2 separate regions of the Mus musculus genome follow, and region 1 is linked to region 2. Evidence: chromatin contacts called from public HiChIP or PLAC-seq data. All regions are on one chromosome and are shown on one strand. Each heading gives the region's core, a stretch centred on a gene start, on an enhancer-like site or on the middle of the called end of the contact. The rest is flanking DNA. Distances are from core to core; before and after follow the strand shown. Region 1 overlaps Tec (tec protein tyrosine kinase). Region 2 overlaps Commd8 (COMM domain containing 8).

Region 1 (3,222 bases), core at 30-2,529, 640 kb after region 2:
GAGCTGGGGAGGAGCGGGAGGGAGAGCACGCCAGCGTGCGTCTCTTCAGAGGGTTTCCCTGGAGTTTCTAGCGGGCAGCAGATACTCCAATACCCTTGGTGGGGAACAGCCCTCTGCTAGTCTGTCCTCCTTCCCATGGGATGCAGCCTCTTGAAGAGCCCGAGGCAAGTGGACGGTCAGGGAGAAAGGAGACAGACAGACAGACAGACAAGGCAGATCCCCCTGGCAAGCGGTACAGACGTCGCAGCCTGATTGCCCTCTCACCAGACTCTGTGGCTCAGTTACACTGCTCAAAGGATATGTTGTACAGGGTTCAAAGATAAATCAAAGATTTCAAGCCTAGCAGTGGTGGTGCACGCCTTTAATCCCAGCACTCGGGAAGTGGAGGAAATTGGATGTCTGAGTTTGAGGCCAGCCTGGTCTACAGAGCAAGTTCCAGGACAGCTTAAAAAAAAAAAAACCTTTTTTTTTTTAAAACAAAACAAAACAAAACAAAACAAACAAACAACAAAAAGCCCCACAAAGCTTTATACTTAAATTAAGAAAATAACAAATGAGCTGTTGTATGTACTTTTCTTAATGGAATTGCTTTTATCAGTGAAATGGTTTTAGGGATGAGAGGGGATCACTAATGAAGTTAAGATCAAGGTCAAAGACATTTTGACTCTTAAGTAAGCCACGTTCATCTGTTGTTTCGAACACCCCTGCATGAATGGCCCTTAGGGGGAGATTATTTCTCCAAGCTATCTTGATTTTATCTGTTGTGCTGAAATTTCTTGGACACTCAGTCAGCAGGAAATGACTCCAAAATGAGGGGTTTCATTCTCTTTCCAGGACCCCTCAATTATTCCTATTTTTTTTTTTTATCCTGTGTCACAGCTGGAAGTTTGAAGGGCTGGAGAAGTGGCTCAGCAGCTAAGGCTGCTTGCTGGTTCCCACCACCCACAGGGGTCAGCTTCCAGCAGCCTGAAACTCCAGCTTCAAGAGGACCAGAAGCCTCTGCTGGCCTCTGGGGCCACCCGCACTCGCACAGCACACATTAGTGTTGTCCCGTATTTGCCTTATTCAGCCAGTCCCGGGCTGTGTGTTGAAGTCTCGGGGCTGCGGGAGAGGGCGGACGGTCTGTGGAAACCGTCATCGCAGGAATGCTGTGGGCGGAAGAAGAGGATGGTTCCTAATCGGGGAATGAGAAAGCCAGGAAGTGGATGGAGGAGAAGCTGGGCTTCTAAGGAAGTAGCTTTCTCTGTGGAGAAAGCAAGGAAGGTTCCAGGCTGCAAAAACGACAGAGCTCTGAGAGTACGTGGGGAACTGAAACCAAAGCACAGTGGCTGAACACAGGGGTGGATCAGGAGTATAGGAAATGACACAAAGGAAGGCTGTTTGAGGCCAGATTAGGCAATGCTCACATATAAGGCTGAGGAATTGGGGTCTCTCCTGAGCAAGTCTCAATGGGTAGCAAGTAGTAAGATAGATAGACAGACAGACAGACAGACAGATAGATAGATGATAGGTATAGATATAGATCAATCACAAGGCATATATTTGAAAAAGTAATTATTGTTGGGGACACACCATCCTTCAAACCATTACCACGCTTCCCACCATATCCAGTGCTCCTAGTTTTTCTCCGAAGCTCTGTGCCTGGCTCACCCTGGGCATCACTGCTACACGCCTCCATTAGAACCTCATTATATCTCACCTGAAGTACACAGCCCTGCTGGCGTCCCGGACAGCACCCACATTCTTCACGCGGCAGTTAATAATTATTAGCTGTTACTGTGGCACTGGGGAGTCAGGTCACAGCCTTGTGCATGAACAATGATAGACAGTTTGGGGTTTGAGTGTCACCATGAGCTATGACAGGTAAAACCAAAGGACAATCAGGCCAGAGCATGCCAATGCTGCGACTACCGAACTAGCAGCTGGGCTGTTTGGAAGGACCTGGAAGTGCTCAGGACCGCCCTCTTTATAGATACAGATTTCTGCTCTTTCCCGGTGCATGTGGAGTAGACACGGCGTAACTTGGTGTAAGAGCCAAAGTTACCTTGTTTTAATTACTGTGCCTAAGAGATCCATGAAACAAAAATGCCTCTTAGTTGTTGATGCAATGTGCCCAGCAGCCTCAAGTTCCTGCCACCATGATGGATGGATGCGTGCACGCTAGCAATGAGCCAAATACACCTTTCCTTCCTTAAGCTGCTCTTGCCTGGCATTCCCACAAAAAGGAGTAAAGCAACCGCAGGGTGAACTCTGTTCTTGAGGTTCCACCTGCTCATCCACAGAAATGAGGGACATGGTCTACTAAAAGTCTCAAATGAGCACCAAAGGCCCATTCATACGGGTAACTTTGTCCTCTTCCACCTGTGCACAATTCAGAGAACAAGGCCCAAGTGTGGCAGGTGCCATTAATCAGGGAGAGGCAGGAAAGTCCTGGGTGGCTATGACATGTTCCTGTGTCCACTGGAAATAATTCGATATGAACTCTTCCAGGATCAGGAGAACTAGAATGAATAAAACCAAAGTTTTTTTCCTATTTGATGGTTGATGGCTTCTCTTTAATAAGAATGAGATAAAGCAAAGAATGACAAAACCTAACATTCTAATAAGGGTGCTTTCCACCTGATAAAGTTCTGCCATTCTTTAAAGAAAAATAAAAGCCTTAATATTAACAACTTAGTGGTTACACGTAAGAGTGGCTTAGTTATGAAGATTATGGTTTTTAAGGATTATGGTTTTAAATATGGTTCCTATCACTGCTCGGACAATTAGGTGAGATCAAGTTAATATTCAGAGAAAAAAACCCACGATGTTGAAAATCTCAAGGCAAAACTTTCATTTCCATTCCTAAAATCACAGGACAATATTCATGTAAGACTATGCCAATGTGCCGGGCGTGGTGGCGCACGCCTTTAATCCCAGCACTTGGGAGGCAGAGGCAGGCCGACTTCTGAGTTCGTGGCCAACCTGGTCTACGGAGTGAGTTCCACAACAGCCAGGACTACACAGAGAAACCCTGTCTTGAAAAATCAAAAAAAAAAAAAAAAAAAAAAAAAGACTGTGTCAATGCAGGCAATTACAGTTCCTAGAGACATGCGTTACTGCACCTAACAGTCCCATTGAAATCCTCCCAGATCCAGTAAATGCAGTCAGGACATTCCCCTGCCTCTGCTATGGTGCTCACTGCTGACCAGAACAGGACACCTCACTGGCCGGCAGCAAAAG
Region 2 (3,145 bases), core at 25-2,524:
AAATGGGGACAGGGCTTATGGCTCCTGGCTGCAGAGATCTGTGCTCGGTCACTCACACCCAGTCCAGGCTCTGCCACACCCACCTCTCCGAAGGCCACCAGGCTTCGACTACAAGTACGGTTACCGGACATGAGGGTCAATCATGAAGGCAAAATTAAAACATGAGCAACTAGGCAGACTAGGAAGAAGGTGATGGTTATTGCGGCTTAAAAGGGCAGGGGGATCTAGAATGATGGCAGCCAGGGAGGTGACCAGGAAGAACGGGAGCCAGTTCCTGAGAGCTGCCCAGTAATGAGCAAACAGTGACAATAAAAATCCTGTTTTCCTTTCCCCACAGCACATCTCTGCTGTCTCACCACTGTTTTCTATGTACTACACACTGGGCCTGGCTGCTGGGGTTCAGACACATCATATGTCAGCCTGATTCTGTCATAACTACAGTTATATTTTATCTCCCAAACTCAGAACTTTACAAAAGCAATTTTTAACATTTGTCCATCCAAATAAGACATTTGGTTTTTTTTTGTTATAAAATCATAAAGATCTTTTTTTTTACTAGAGAAACTTCAGAATCAACTAATTTCGTGATCTCAAGATAAACTTTATTTTTAAGCTTAATGAATACTAAAGGAAACCAAAATGAATAGTTAGAATAGTACTGCTTTTTATTTTTTTTAAACTAACTAGTAGGTAATTAAATTCAGAACTTGGTAACTGAATGTTTTAAGTTCTAATTAACTCTACCTTTAAAGTAGAGGTCAGACAACCCAAACAAGTCTTTTCTGTGCTTGATATTAAGTGTCAGCGAGTGAGACACATTGAAACCCAGTTGGAATTCTCTTTCCTTACACAAGGGTGGCCTGATGCTTAAGCAGTAAGCTCCTGTGTGATGGATCGAGTTCAAGCAAGCGCATACCTTATTAGCGGCCTCCAAGGAGCTGATCAGACTCTGTAACTCCTCTTTACTCATCTCAACAGTGTACGGTTTCACTTTGTCATCTTCCTTCACATCCAGATGAAGGTTCAAAAGGGGCATCTGCAAGGTGGCAATCTTGTCACTAGAAAGCGCGAGCTGTGGAAAGGAGAGGAGAATAATGCACAGTATTACACAGCATGCTGACACCACTCAACAAATACCAGGGCTGGGGAAGAGCTCGCATCCCAGTGTTTCCCAGGATGCTCACAAATTCTGGGAAACAAGAGAATAAACTAACCCTGTGGCAGAACACACAGTCAGAGAGCAGGAAGCGAGAGAAAAGGAGACAAAACACATACAGGAAGTGGGCAGGAAGAAAGGAAACTGCGGTTTGTCCAGCTAAACAGAATACTTTTAATTCTAGATTGAAATCATGGTTTACTATAGAAATGCAGAAGGACTAAAAGTGTCCAATACATAAAGAATCAGAATTGTTATAGAAAAGATTCCAAGATGACAGTTCATGTAGAAGACAGTCTAAAGACACTCAGAAACTCTTACGAATTAAGCAACTTACCTCATGACTGGCTACCAAAACTGTTGATGCTACCCAAAGGGCGTCTAGTCTTCTTCTAACGTATCTACAGCATCTGCAATTGGCTTGACCTTTCCCAGCTACAGAGCCTCCAGTGTTAAGAATCTTCATAAATCATGATTCTAATTAAATTCCTGGTCATTCTTTCCTGGCGGGGGTCCTACTTGTTTAGGTATTTAAGTTGGGCAATGAAAACTAAAGGAATTAATAAGCTGATGCAAAAGCCTGCACACTTGAAAACAGCATCCACAGGAGCCTTCCCCTGCCTGAGAGCACAGCAGTCTCACAGCACAATGTAAGACCGAAGCTGCATCAGTTAAGGGGCCATTTGATAAACGAAAGCAACTACATGTCCTTCATAAATGCTGCTGTGAGCACCTGTCCCCAGTCATCCATGCTTACTTCAATGTTAAATGTGTACTTAAATGAAACCTCTTATTTAATCTATCACTGATTAACTTGCCTTCTTCATTTGGACCTTCAGTGTAATGTTTTCAAGCTTTGGCTGTATTGCATGCTTACTATACTTCTGGTTTGTGTCAATATGATAAGCATGTTAATAAACAATCCTTAACACAGCTGAGCCTCAACCAGAACCACAGAACCATTTCCTCAGCTGAGACAACAAGTGGATACTTACCGAGTTCTGAGCCTACCTCACTGTCCCACTTTCCCATCTTTTGTCCTCTTAATTCACCAAAACAACATACGGCACTGTCTGGATCTAAGACCATGCCAGGATCAGGAACCAGAATGGACCTGAACCTGTCTACTCGTATGGTACCTTAAAGAACAAAAGACGGTTCTGAAATTGCTCTTTCTCAGCTCTACTCAGGACTACCCTCTTTGCCCAATGTTTTTAAAACTGTTACTTTATTACATATACTTTCCTCATAGAAGTAAAATCACATTTATCAATTTTGAGAGCGCTATGGCATCTATAAGACCCTCACCAAGGTTATACACTAAATACACACTTCTCCACTTCTGACTGATAGGTGTGGGAAAATTCATTGTCAGTACAATGACACCACACATGGTCTGGCTGCTTACAGTGCTCTTATGTCCAAGTTAACACAAAACCAATTATTTACATGAGGTTTGCTATTACCTTGGAACACTGTAGTCTCAACATAACCAATTTTAGGCATGTTTACTTTAAAAGAATAAGTAAACTTAAATATTACACACAAAAACATATAAATAACTAGACTCTTACCTTTAACTGCCAATCAAAATCCTGCAGCTGCGCACAAGAAATATCAACTATTTCCCCCAACAGGGCCTGCTTGATCTCATTTCTCCTACTCTTTAAACATTTCAAAACAGCTTCTTGGTGACATGAATTCAGTTGGTTCAGTTGCTGGAGTGTCTGTGAAAACAAGCACACATGGCCAGAGGGTGAGTGAAAGAGGCCTGCAGCTTCCATGTAAAAGCCCACCATCCCCTTAAAGTGACAGGATGATAAAAAGAAACACCTCAGTAACTATAAAAAGCACAAGCTGAAAATGAGGAACCCAGACAGATCTTCACAAGTTCCTGCAAGCCAGACAGACGGTAAAGAAAGGCACTACCTTACAAAAGCGAGAGAGCTCTGTGCAGAGCCACGGCCCTTTCAGCGAGGAGTCTACAAG

What was found. HiChIP or PLAC-seq counts read pairs in DNA pulled down with a chosen protein or histone mark.
Region 1: a contact with region 2 is called in an H3K4me3 HiChIP or PLAC-seq map of the 230-238 cell line, with 6 times the contacts expected there. The contact joins two enhancer-like sites. A contact is called at or near these places in 3 of 39 promoter capture datasets (the C10 cell line, hippocampal neurons and pre-B cells) and 1 of 115 datasets of contacts at active chromatin or transcription factors (the 230-238 cell line).

What each region holds. Positions count from the first base shown.
Region 1 is chr5:72,795,207-72,798,428 of GRCm38.p6, forward strand. The region is part of intron 3 of Tec (tec protein tyrosine kinase); the gene reads right to left. Among named protein-coding and RNA genes, the nearest start is that of Txk, 44 kb to the left of the region's middle. Within about 2 kb of position 1,280, at least 142 of the 459 cell types and tissues checked have an H3K27ac peak or open chromatin away from gene starts, as enhancers often do. A contact at or near this core is called in the 230-238 cell line and pre-B cells, where this site is marked.
Region 2 is chr5:72,159,992-72,163,136 of GRCm38.p6, forward strand. It overlaps Commd8 (COMM domain containing 8), which reads right to left. Exons shown (of 5, transcript NM_178599.5): 3 at 2,731-2,883; 4 at 917-1,072. Among named protein-coding and RNA genes, the nearest start is that of Commd8, 6.6 kb to the right of the region's middle. Within about 2 kb of position 1,275, at least 49 of the 459 cell types and tissues checked have an H3K27ac peak or open chromatin away from gene starts, as enhancers often do. A contact at or near this core is called in the 230-238 cell line and pre-B cells, where this site is marked.